Regions from separate parts of the Zea mays genome. Here regions 1 and 3 are each linked to region 2. A link is a contact called in public Hi-C data. All regions are on one chromosome and are shown on one strand. Each heading gives the region's core, a stretch centred on a gene start, on an enhancer-like site or on the middle of the called end of the contact. The rest is flanking DNA. Distances are from core to core; before and after follow the strand shown. Region 1 holds the start of LOC100278444. Region 2 holds the start of LOC100275574. Region 3 holds the start of LOC100278856.

What was found. Hi-C and Micro-C count contacts between places; a contact is called where the count stands out from the background.
Region 1: a Hi-C map of leaf shows a contact between it and region 2, with 4 times the contacts expected there. The contact joins the promoter of LOC100278444 here to the promoter of LOC100275574 in region 2. A contact is called at or near these places in 16 of 25 Hi-C or Micro-C datasets (bundle sheath, ear, endosperm and 5 more) and 2 of 3 datasets of contacts at active chromatin or transcription factors (leaf and seedling).
Region 3: a contact with region 2 is called in a Hi-C map of ear, with 3 times the contacts expected there. The contact joins the promoter of LOC100278856 here to the promoter of LOC100275574 in region 2. A contact is called at or near these places in 9 of 25 Hi-C or Micro-C datasets (bundle sheath, ear, endosperm and 3 more) and 1 of 3 datasets of contacts at active chromatin or transcription factors (seedling).

Annotation. Positions count from the first base shown.
Region 1 is chr6:175,023,841-175,028,298 of Zm-B73-REFERENCE-NAM-5.0, reverse strand. LOC100278444 reads right to left here and starts at 2,958. Exons shown (of 18, transcript NM_001352621.1): 1 at 2,599-2,958; 2 at 2,329-2,509; 3 at 2,024-2,227; 4 at 1,751-1,928; 5 at 1,468-1,667; 6 at 687-952; 7 at 504-602; 8 at 393-426; 9 at 240-269; 10 at 1-18. The coding sequence starts at 2,807. LOC100274387 (S-adenosyl-L-methionine-dependent methyltransferase superfamily protein) reads left to right here and starts at 3,132. Exons shown (of 3, transcript NM_001148747.1): 1 at 3,132-3,727; 2 at 3,856-3,969; 3 at 4,051-4,458. The coding sequence starts at 3,199. The coding sequence ends at 4,199.
Region 2 is chr6:175,153,077-175,157,668 of Zm-B73-REFERENCE-NAM-5.0, reverse strand. It overlaps LOC100275574, which reads left to right and starts at 2,082. Exons shown (of 4, transcript NM_001149625.2): 1 at 2,082-2,530; 2 at 2,784-3,527; 3 at 4,405-4,592. The coding sequence starts at 2,843.
Region 3 is chr6:175,305,930-175,310,008 of Zm-B73-REFERENCE-NAM-5.0, reverse strand. It overlaps LOC100278856, which reads right to left and starts at 1,594. Exons shown (of 17, transcript NM_001151995.3): 1 at 1,412-1,594; 2 at 537-600. The coding sequence starts at 1,484.

The DNA of each region.
Region 1 (4,458 bases), core at 1,709-4,208, 130 kb after region 2:
ATTCTCCTGCATATCGCTCTAATATATTGCAATAGTTAGTTGTAATACTAGCATATGCTTGCAGTGGCAATAAAAAAAGTTAGTGTCTCAATTGGTGGGAGGGCTCAAATTTCCATGCAAATTGATGTATCTACCGCCTATGAAATGATATAGAAAACTCTAATATAAATATGTTCACTAATGGTCAATGGCAAGTGTAGATATAAGATGCTAAGTATACAAACCTCATGTTTCCTTACCGCAGTTGTCACAAAAGTTTTCTTATCTTCCTACATAATTCATAAATTGCAACTTAGATTAGTTAGTAATATAAGGATGACAACTTTAGTGTCAATTTCACATATTGTAATATACTATGTGAAAATACTAGATAAAACTAGTCTATTATGTACCTTTGATGAATTAGTAGTTGGAATAAAGAAGTTCCTGGTCAATAAAATGTCAATTTTAGTGGTACTGTGAAAAGCATTAAAATAACCATTACTTAATTAATAGTGTGTTACCTTTCCCTTAGAATAGACTTAGCACCAGAGTGTTTCAAATTAATCGAAGCAGAGACTAAGTTTACAGTCTTTTTTGCTGAATGTGTGCTTGTTTCAGATCTGAATAACACCAAAATGATTATTATTTTAAATGTTGATAGAATGCTAGTACCAAATGTAGTAATTCCAAAATCAGAATTCGACCTCTTATTGGCATTGAGAGATCTTGTTGCTTTTACTGCAATGTTATTAACTTGGGTTTTGTATGGCTTCTCCAGCACGGGACTTTGTTGTTGGATAGAAGACAATAACGATCTTGACAAATTCTTATTGTTCACTGAAAGCTTTACATTTGACTTTGAACAACCTTTTGTGATTAAGGATAAGTTGTACCGTTGTTCATTGACCACTTGGCTTGAGCGTGAAGCCAAGCTTAGAGTAGAGATTGCATCTTGGCATGAGACTTCATCCTACACTAAGAATGCATAGCATTAGATCGGCATAGTAACAAGAATGCATAGCATTAGATTGGCATAGTAGCAATAACAATGCATCAATTCCAATAGTATGGTAAGGTAAAATATAGAATGTTATAACAAATAATGCAACCTAACTTTAGAAATGTGTATTCTGTCAAACAAAAACAACAAAGAAGATATAGAATAGCGACAACAAAAAATGTATCTGTATACATTCTTTTTTAGCAGCTACATGGATATACTATCTTTTGAGTTTTAACAAAAGGCAATACAGAATATACTTATATGTTTTATTTTAAGAAATATGTTGTTGAGCAACATTGTTAAAACCACCTTCAACTTTATAGAGATTCTTTTATCAAAACCGACAAAAAATAACAATAAACATAAAATAATGTAAACATTTAATCTATGATATGTGAAGTCATTTATTTTTCTTAATATTTATCTTAAAAATCACCAAAAAGAAATACATAATACAAAATATTAAGACCAACTATCCTTACCAAACATGCTATTAATAAAGCACCACCTGTCTTGGATAAAGAGTCTTGCAAAATATGGGTTATTTTGCTTTTTCTATAGGGTATGAAGCTCTGGTGGCTGTTTAGAGCTTGCACAACATCCATCACGGCATATAAGGACTTCTTGGAATTTTGTTGAACAAATCTTTCACCATGGCTCTTTTGCTTATCATTGATATGGTCTAATAAAAATTAAAGAATAAAATTTTATTTAGTCATATAATGTAGAATATAAAATTGCAGTTCACGTATGCAAAGTACATACCTGCCAACTCAAGAAAATGCATTTTTGATACAGAGGATTCTTTGCCATTCTGATCAGATTTAGAAATAAAAATAATAAAACCATTGTGTCCTTTAGCTTTGGAAACTTTGGTGCGATTTTGGTGTTTGTCACTATCATAACACAAATTCTGAAACTCCTGAATTGAATTGATTTCAACCTGCGTTAATTGATTAATTTCAGTTTGTGTGATTGAGAAAATGAAAAGACAAGAACATGAATTCAGAAAAAAAAAAGTGTAAGAAAATAGGATACCATAGAGAGGCCCTTCAGATGAGTCCTTCCATCAGCATCCTCTCGCACAAGGACCTCGTTGTTCTTAGGATCCAAAAGATCAAAGACATGGCTGTCTTGAAGCACATGATAAGAGGAAACACTGACAGTTGCCCTAATAGGTTTGGCATAGTCAAATATTCGCTCCATGGCCATAGTGAGCAAGCCCGGTTGATGATCGGACCCCTGAATTGGAAATTTAATTGAGTGAGCTTGATTGAAGACATGCAGTTAAGATATGCAATTCTTACAATTAGCATGAATATAAATAAATGAAAGAAACATACTATAACAAGGTGGGTTTTGCTAGTGGAACCGCAAGTGACTACACATGCGTGGTTGTGGCCATCAGAGGAGAAGATTTTATCCACAAGCTGTTTAACCTCGTTGTGAAAAATGTCTGTGTACGAATCGTCGTTGAGATAGCACCAATCGAGTTTGTGCTCGCGATGTTTGCGGTGGGTCATACTTCAGCAACCCAAAGCCAAAATAAGTCAGATTAGTTGATGAGATCGGCCGGATCTTAAATAAGCTAGAGGAAAAGCAACCAGACTCACTTAGAAAGAGCAGACTCCTTGATTATGGGGACGAATGAGACGGAAGCGGAGGAGGAGTTAGCCGGATCGGGAACACGGGCGGAGACCTGCATGGATCCAGTGGGGTCTCCGCCCGGGCAAATCTTCGCCACTACTCTGACGGGAGCGGTCCTGATCCACGGAGAGTGATAAGGGAGGCTCGGAGCAGCGGTGCAGGCTGCTTCTTCCATCGTACCTTTTATCGGGTGTAGGGGATGACTGGATGACGACGAGGGACGGAGGGCGTCGGGGGCCGCGGGAAGGGAAGAGGAGGGAGGTGACGACGAGACGGTGCCGCTGAGGAGGAAGAGGAAATTGTTTCGTGTGGTAGCCGTTGCTCGTGAGGAGCGCCGAGCGCCTGACCTGCCCTCGTCCCCTTTTGAATTGCGTCCCAAACTCCCAATCGAGTGGGGCGCGGAGGAGCAGGATGGCATTGCGTTCGCACAAGGACAAGGACGGAGGAGGAGCCATTACCGCTGGGCCTTGGACAAACTAACGGCCGGCCCATATCGGCCCAACACTCACGTTTCTCCAGACACAGAGGGCAGAGCGCCGCCGCCGCCGCCGAGTCAAGGAACAAGGATGATGGGCAGTGGGATGGGCGCGTACGGCGGCGCGCTGCGACCGGTGGAGAGCGCGGCCGGGGAGACGATGCTGCTGTGGGGCCTGGGGCAGCCCGAGTCGCACCGCAACAACGCGCTGGTCCGCCAGGCGGCGCACGCCTTCGAGCTCGACGCCTGCGGGCGGCGCCTGTCCCTGCTGCAGTCCCCCTCCTCCATGGCCACCCCGGGGGTCACGGGGGCGGTCGTCTGGGACAGCGGCGTCGTGCTCGCCAAGTTCCTCGAGCACTCCGTCGACTCCCAGCGGCTGCTCCTCCGCGGCGCGCGCGCGGTGGACCTCGGGTCCGGGTGCGGCTTGGTGGGGTGCGTCGCCGCCCTGCTGGGCGCCCATGTGGTCCTCACCGACCTCGCCGACCGGCTCAAGCTGCTTAGGAAGAACGTCGCCCTCAATGTCGACGACCCCCACGTCCCGGGCTCCGCTCGGGTCACGGAGCTTGTGTGGGGCGACAATCCTCACCATGAATTGCTCGAGGAGCCACTGCCCGATTTCGGTCTGCTCGCGTTTGTCTTTTTTTTCTTCTTCTCCTTCTGTGTTTCTTGCATGGACATTCAACTCCTGTCTGCTTCTGATTCATCTTCATAGAATACGATTGATGTCATGATCCTTCAATTCTTTCAGTGCTTGGCTCCGACGTCATATACAACGAGGAAGCTGTGGACGATCTTCTGATCACTCTCAACCAACTCTCAGGGAAGCACACTACTATACTTCTAGCTGGGGAGCTTCGCAACGGTAAGGCTTCTCTTTTTGCGTCCTCTGTTTCCTTTTGGACTGACCAGACGCCATATAAATGTTTTGCATATGATTGTATAGATGCTGTGCTGGAGTGCTTCTTGGAGGCAGCCATGGAGGACTTCCTAATTGCGTGCATCGAGCAGGACCAATGGCACCCTGAATTCCGCAGCAACCGTGTAGCCTTGTTTATCTTGGTCAAGAAACCAGAGAAACCTAGCGCAGAGTAGTCGTCTGTTCCTCGCCTTGGTGTAGAACAAGGATAGGAGGCATCTGGGTTTTCCCTTTTTCCAATTCCAATTATGTTGTTGCGATAGCCAAGGTTTTAGCGCCGGCTTAAGCCATGGAAGTTTGATAGCTCATTGTATGGTTTGCTTGCAACCTATTCTGAAAGTTTGTACAAGAGTGAAAGAAAGGATTTTAGATAACCGATGTCTGAAACTGCAAATGATCTCAGTGGTGGCAACACCTAAAAGCTGATATGTGAGT
Region 2 (4,592 bases), core at 833-3,332:
GTATTATATTAGCCTTACTCTATATGGCATGCCTGCATAATCTTTGATGCTGTCATATTAACATCTTATAACCATATAGAGTAATCCTTCTTGTCTTATGTATCCACAAGTTTGGGGTTCATCGTTGAAGAATGTTGACGAAAAAATGTTGCATTTGCGCAAGCTGTTGTTCTTTAAAAACATATGATTTTGTGCCAACTTTTAAACTTGTGAAGCTGTGATTTATAATGTCCTAAACTCTTAGTAGTTTGTTGAGTGATTATGCAATATTGCATATTTTGGACAAAGTTTCCGGTTACCGTCCATTTTCGTTACATATCCGTTCGTTTTAATATGTTTTTGTGTAAACGTATATCCCGCAACCGTTTCCGGCTATACCGCTCCGCTCCAGTTTTCGGTAAAAAAATGGTAACGGAAATGGGAGAGGATATTTTTAGCCGTTTTCTGTTCGTTTTCATCCCTAGGTACACGTGTAGGGGAGGGCAAAAGATGGATAAAAACTATTTTTAGTACCTTTTAGTAACTAGAGAACTAAAGTTTAGTCACCCTCTGTGGGGGACAAATATCCCCGAATCCACTAGAAGGCGAAAAGACCCTTGCATGGGCCACAGACCCGTCGCCTCACAAGGTCGCTTCGTCGTGGGCCGGGAAAAGACTGCAAATGAGATGGGCTGACCCAGGAGGGCAATGGGATCATGCCCGGATCATCCGTCAGATCGCGCACAATTTCAAGGAACCGTCCGTTCTCTCCCACGTCCGGCGTCCTTGAATATCGGGATAGTTCGGGATAGGGTCGATGAGTTTTCCTTAAGATAAGCTAAGTCGGTTCGCTATTAGTTAGGAGATATATTGGAAGAACGTGATCATCATGTACGTAGGGAGTATCCCACGGTCGTGTATATAAGGCCCAGGGGAACCCATCATTTTCATCTCTCTGGTTAGCCCTTCTCCATTCAGGAGACACCACTTGTAACACACCACATACATACCCATCCCAGGAAGTAGGGTATTACGCCTCTTAAAACGGCCCGAACCTGCAGAACATCGTCTCTCTCGCGTGCCCCTAGCACGAACCATCGAGCTACAGTCAACGACACCGTCCTACCAAAAAACACTGCAAGGGTATCCCTGGGTGTGCGGTCGGACTCTAAACATCGACACCCTTACACTCTTTACTTCTTTAGAAACTAAAAGCTACAGTCAAACGGGAGCCTTAATTGCACTGGCCGTAGTGTTGGTGTTAACCACAGATTTAATGATATTGTACACCGTCTTTGTTGGAGCAACTCCAATAGTTCTCTAAACAACTATCTAAATCTTAAATTTAAGAAGTGATCAGAAAACACATCTCAAGTCATTCAAATGAACTTGCTAAATTTAGTTACTTGCTATCTGACCCTTTTATTTTTTGAAATTGGCAACTCGATAGTAACTCTCTAAATGCAGCTGTCGTTGAATTTTTCACACCTACGTGTTTACTTTTCCCTTGCCCGCACAGCGAGTCCGACATGCTATTTTTTATTTCTCATATAGCGAGGCAACCAATTCCGACATGCGTGACACAACATTTTTCTTCATCAGACCATTGCTCTCTCACAAGTCACGTCACTGGACTATCGCTTTCCAACAGGTCACATCGTGTGACTTCTCTTCTGTCCTCGATGTCCACTACCTTCGACCCTACCGTCAATTAGATCCGGCAGGAGCAAGCCTACCAAAAACTAGATTCAAAATTAAACTATTATCTAAATATGAGAAATTATTGGAGATCAAACTGTTTCTTATTCTCAATAGCTATTTAGTAAGTTGGTAAACATAAGTTTGGACAACTTTTTTTAGAGAATTATTGGAGTGCTCTTACTATTTGAAACGAAAAAAAAACCGCGAACCGTGGTCCGTGGATGATTCAGAAGCCTAGCGCCACCATTCAAGGCTCCGTTGGGTTGGAAGGCTCGATCCACGGGGTGTCAAGGCCCTTTTCCCCGGGCAAGCTCATCGCGGGATTACGGCCTTAGACCAAATCAGCGCACCGTTTGAAGCCCAGTAGCCCACACGAGAGGGCAGCCCAAACTGGCCTCAGTCTTTTCCCTGTTTCCCCGTCCGGAGCGAGGCGAGGGGTGAGGGTGACGCAACCGAGCGCCGCCAACCGCGACCGCCTTCCTCACCTGTGTCACCTCCGCCGCCATCCTCACTTCGATCGCCTCTGCCGTCATCCTCAGCTTGTCCTGTCGCACTGCTTGTGCCGCACCAGCTTGTTGCCTTCCGCGCCCGGCTGCGCCAGCCAGGCTCGTCCGGCCCTCGCGCCGCTTACTTCTATTTTGCCCGGCCCCATAGAATTCGAACCGCAAATGAGACAGGCGCTACTGCAGCCGTGGGAAAGGAAACGCAAAACAACGCCAACGCCGTCTTCTCTTCCTGGAGGCGGGCCTGGGAAGGAGGTGGAGCGCAGCTGGCTCCGCTAGGGTTTCCCCTGTTCTCGGTGGAGGCGCCGCGCCTCCGGGACACGGGCTGCGTCAGGTGACTGCTGCAGGTATCTCTAGCGATTCTTATCGTCGCTCGACGTTTGTGTTGGGTAGCGTAAAGTTGGTGATTTTCCCTGCATGCCCAGCTATCAGGGTGATGACTTTTTCTAAGGTGGAAAAGGATAGCGTCATATGTGTTCCGCTGGGAGTGTTTCCGAATATTTTGGATCGGAATACCTCTAGCGTGGCATATTTTTCCCTCTCTCCGAGCAGGGTTTGCTCCATTCTAACCTTGAATTTATCATGCCAACTTCGATTCAGGCTCGTTGATGCAAGGGAGGTCAAGCCGTCTGTGATTCTCTTCCTGAAGTTCTATCCCGATGCCGTCCATCACGCACTACGTGCTGGATCGCCTCCTAGAGACACGGTCGCCTGTTCATGTCCAGAAGGTGGTTCCCAAGCCTCCGCCCCCGCCTCCTGACAAGGCCACACCGGTGCCAGTGTCTACTGCCAGGACACGGTCGTCGCTGGCATCACTCTATGCCACGCCTGAGAACACCACCCTGCCGGACTTGCCTTCCTCGTTCCCGGGAACCTGGTCGCCATACCTCATCAACCATAAGAGGCGGGGAGCCTCCCTTGCCAGGACCTTCTCTCAGGGTGATGCTGGGAGGGAGGTCAGCCAGCCAAACCTCCCTGTGATGCTGCCTGCTTTGCCGAGAGGGTGTGAACCCACTCAAGTCCAGGAGCCCGAGTTTGTGTTTCAGCAAGCAGGCAATGGTCAAGCTGAAGGTGAAAGTGCTGTAGAAGAGGCTTTGAATGGCAAAAGTGTAATGCTACAGAAAGGCAAGGGGTCTGTTATAGCTGAAATAGAGCAGGAGCAGCCTGAGTTTGAGTTTTGTCAAAGTCTTGAAGCATTAGTGAAGCCTGTTAATGTTAGAAGGCCTTTGAATGGTGAGGCACCCAAAATTTGTGAGAGTGACACCTTTGAATGGCGGAAGCCTAGTTCACCTCTTGGAACCTCTGTTGGTACACCAGGTGCAGAATTCTACGATGCATTTGAAGGTAAGAATCAGTTTGTTAAACTTTATTTGTTAAGTTATTTTTCCTTTCAGGTTTTGATGATATTAGACTATTGAAGTAATAATGAAAATAACCCTACTAGCAAGTCTATTTTTTTTTATAAAGACACTTCCAGCCTGCAAACTGTTCCTAGCTCACTACACCATAGCTTATCTATTAAAAAGCAGCTGAAAGGGTACAAAGAAAATTATGTAGCAACTGTGTTGGAAAAAATATCCTTGTCTTTGGTCCATTTATAAGATATAGGATTTATCATGTTTTGCTTTGGTTGTATATTTTGTTAGTGTATTTTGAAGTGATTGGTTATACGAGTTAGCCATTTCTGATATTCTTAAGCAGTTAAGCTTGGAACAATAGTGATCACAGCTAAATGTTGTTAGAGATATGCAAAAGTTATCCTGCATGTGATTTTCCCATTGTATGAGTTAGTTTCAAGCTTTTTGCTCAGTATGTGTTGTCGCTCCCATCTATGTTTTCTTGCTCCTATTAGGGCCTGATTATTGACAGTAGCTATTGTTATGAATTGTGCTGTACTCCCCCATTCCAAATTATAATACTTTTGGTTTTTGTAGATACATAACTTTTGCTATGCACTTGGATATACACCATAACTAGATAAGCAATGTATCTAGAAAAGCAAAAATTCATTATAATTTGAAGTGGATGGAGTAGTGACTAATTTCCATGAGCTAAGCTATTGTCCCCCAAGTAATATGACTGTTTAAGTTATAGTAATGTCAAATGGTGATAAGTTTTGTTTAATTTGTTCCATTATGCTGAGGATTTCCTCTTGCTTAGTTCAGATCTAGTGGTTGATATGTGTGCTAACCCAGTATTATACTTATTTCTCAAAAAATAGAAATATCCAGTGACGGTGGAACTCGGTCATCGCGAGGCATGGATGATGACCTCCGTGAAATGAGGTTAAGTCTGTTGATGGAAATTGAGAGGAGGACACAAACAGAAGAAGCACTTGAGATCTGGCAACAGGAATGGAAGAACCTGAGTCACCACCTATCTCTTGTTGCCTTATCACTACCATCTCCA
Region 3 (4,079 bases), core at 345-2,844, 150 kb before region 2:
AGCCTACTCCAGATTCTAATTCCTCAAAATGAAGGGAAACAAACGGGGCCTTATTGTATTTCCAGGATCATAATACATATTTTTTTGCAAAAAAATATAATATGATATGTTGCTCTTTCTACACAGTACACACTAATGAAAACATCTATGAATGCAGATATAAGCTACAAGCATAAATGCATGCATATGCGTAGCCGAGTATAGCCAGTTTTTTAAGTCGACCCATGATTTTTTTTCAATAAAAAGTAAATGTATCTAACCAATTATCTCATAGTAGTACTAGCTACTGAAAGCTACTTCAGAATAAAAAATAATAAAGTCAAAATCATTTAGCTTGTTCTCTCAATTTCAATTGACCACTACTGAATTAACTATACCTAATATGAATTGGAATCAGAACATATATGGATAAAACTTCTAAAGGGTCTCGAAAAGAGGTATTTTTTCCCGAGCCTGTATTGTTATGAATTCAATGGCACAGGAACATACAAAAAGTCGAGAACTCAAAAAAAATGGAGGAAATAGAAGAGGCATACCCTAAGAGCTTAGGCAGCGGACATCGTTCCAGGAACTGCCTCACAGTATCATCACTATGCAACCCTGCAACCAATGACATGCAGATTCAGTCCTCTAGTCGTCACATGACTAGTCTACCTATGCATTTCAAAAAAAATAATTAGTGCGCTTAAATTTAAGGAAAACTTTGATGTGCACCACTTCAGAATATGTAACCATTATTATGTCATGAATCTGCCTGGACTACTTGTAATTTTCCCTTCTTGTAAGAAAAATAGCCTTCCATCAAAACACACTCACGCACAAAGACACATCGATGGATGGTGCAATACAAGCCAATAGTATCCCCAGCATTGGTGGAGCCTCTTGGAGGCCAAACTGGGGAGCTCCCACCCGATTCTGAAAATAGATTTCTGAAGCTAATCTATAGTCAGCTTATTTAGCACCAAGTACTAGGCATCAACTCATCCATAGTTCAACCATGGTTTTTCTGTGTTTGGTCCCTCCTTGATTTTATATCAGGCTCCGCCACTGTCTCTAGCTTTTTTAAAAAAAAATCAGATTTGAGCTTGTCGTGACATATTCATTGATGAGACTGGAGGTAACACTACAGGAAATTTCCCCGCTAGAGCAGAGCATGCGAAAAAAAAAATCTTCCAACCAACAGCAGAACCCACGCGCGAATCAACTGAATGCCGAAGTAAGACAGCCCCAGCCCCCAGACACGGCCAGGATCCACTACTAGGTTTCCAGCGCGGCGAGCTCAACACCAAAGTGATCCAACCGGTTCTCACGATCGGACTCAGGCATAACCCGGCGCCGGCGAAGACAACCTGCGGTGAGCAATTAACTTCATCCGCCCAGATTCGACGCGAGGTAGGGAAAGGGGCATTGCCTGGGTAGGACGCGAAGTCAGCGGCCGCACGAAGCATCGCGCCAAGCTCTCCCGCCGCCGGCGAGGGCTCCATCCAGTGCTGTCCTCCGCCGCGCCGCTCTTCTCTCTCGAGTCTCGCCCTCTGGTGTTTCGGCTTGGGGGAGGAGAAAGCCTCTGCGCCTAGCCGAGTGCGTGCCTCCGAATGGAATGAGACCAACAGACAACGCCGCTCTAGTGGAGTCGAGACTGTCGAGTCACTGGGCAGGAGGTACCTGATTGGGCTGTTTTCAGTTTGGGCCAGATAGACGAACATCCAGTTGGTACCTGGACTTTTAGGCCCTGTGATTCAAACGTGATCCAAATACTTGAAGTTGCTGACACAGTGAAGGCTTCTGCCTTCGACAATTAGCATGAGCAAGTATAGTTTAGTTCCTGCTTTGAAAGACAACTTTATTAACCAATTATGTTGGGTCCCAGTGACTTCTCACTCCTTCGTGTGTGTTCTTTGATGTGTGTGCGGGGTGTGGGGGATTCACGTTAGGCAGCATAGTTCTAAATATAATGGTTTCGTATAAAAAAACGTAAGTATCAAATTTATATCTTGATTAGATATTTTGAGGTTATTTTGGAGGCTGAAATAATTGTTGCATTGTTGAGAGGTCAATTTAGGGGTGTTTGGTTTCACCGCCTAAAGGTTAGTCTTTATCACATTGGATGTTTAAATGATAATTATGGATATCAAATATAATTTAATTATAAAACTAATTGCACAGACGAAGACTAAAAATCGAGAGGAATTTATTAAATCTAATTAAACTCTCTATATCGGTGTGAACATTACTTGGTGTACCCATGCTCTACCTATCTATGGGGTGGTAAGGGACTCTAGATTTTACACTATAAAATTTAAAAATTAACTCGGATTAGGGTCGAGCTCTATTTTTATTTATTTTAAACTAAAATTATTTAGACTTGATCGGTTGTGTCTGGATCGAAATGGATTGAAAGGGATTAAATCTCTTCCTAGTCAAAATTGAATAGAAATAGATTTAACCTCCCTCGATCATCTTTGATCCAGACGCAACCGAACAAGGTTTTAAGATTTCTAAATTATTGTGAATAAACAACTACCCCTACCTACTACCTAGCACCGAGTGATAATGTATACTAATTTGAGCTGTTACTCTTGGTTCCCGTTGTTCAGAATTTTAGTTCTCTAGCACCTCTGTATGCACATATAATCATCATGACCTATCGTTCTACCTCCTCTCCCTCTCTCGCATCTTAGGTGACGGTGTGCAACAAGTTAAGCTTGTCTCCACTGTGCTATAGACACCTACAAGAAGTCTATCCAACCAAAGCCAAGATCCTGCAGGGGCTATGCATCTGCAATCTGCCAAGGAAAAAAATCACACTTCCTGTACTTGTGTATAGGCGTATAGTTGGCTTGGAAGCTTCACGCCACATAGACCGTCTCCGATCCAAGCTGTAATCTGCTGTACAAAGCTTCTTCCACTTCTGAAGAAGGACCTGTAGGCACCAGCCAATCCTTGCTTGCACGACAGACTAGCCTAAACGCGTGCTCGCTCCCGTCTTCCAAAGGAAAATGCAGCCAGCACGGCACCAAACCATGCGGTGGTCAAATGGATTCATCCATCCGCGCTCGGGAACGCAAGAAGGAATCATATCCCTGCCGCGCCTCGTTTTCTATTTGCGATTCGGCGGCCATGTGGTTGGCGCCGGAATGCATGGCCATGTGGGCAGACAGGTTAGTTCCGAGTTCGTCGTTCCGGCAACTGCCCAAGTTGCCACCAGTCGTCGTCCTGACATTCTACTCGGGAACTCGGATGCATGCATGCACGCAATCGCTGACGCAGCTAGCGAGCGATACCTGGAGAAACATGCAAGTAGCTGGCAATAATTAACAGAACCCTGACCGGCCGGGTAAGTTCAGTAGAGCAAGCTAATAACCTAATAAGCCGCTGCATGCCAGTTTGTGACGATCGATACAGGGTAAGTTTTGGTGGAGCAAGCTAACCTAACAAGCCAGTTTGTAATACAGTTTCAGTCGCTGGTCGGCCCATACCAAGGAATCGCAGTTCAGAAAACCTGCAGGAGTTCAGGTCGAGGCACGTTGGATAAACGAAGTGTGGAGGGCCGGGCAACAAAACTGCACTAGCGATGGTGCATGCCGCGAGATTTACTGGGCACCAAAAGCTGTACGTACTGTTAAACGTACTAGTTTTTCAGTCCGTTTTTATAAAAAAAAACATCTTCATAAAAAAAACTATCTAAACTCAATATAAACACAAAATCGATCGAGTCGTCGTGATAGTAAAAATACATGATCTTGAACGCTTTGGTCCACTCCATCTTTATCAACACATAATCCTAAAAATATTTAGATTCTTCTCACATTGTAAGAAAAGCTGGCCAGAAAAAAAAAACCGACCATAGAAGGGCAATGCAAGGGCGATGAAGCATGATCACCCGCTCGATTTAACGTACGCTGGCGGGACACCAAAGGCGAATCATGACGGCGCGCGCGTGCGTGCGTGGATCCAAATGATGAGAGCTCAGAGCTGATCATAGTCCAGGTAGATAAAAGGTCGAGGCTCAATTAAAGTTCAGCAACGCAACCGCCAACCGGGACTCAGCAGCCGCCAACAGAGCGAGCAGGCTGGCGATC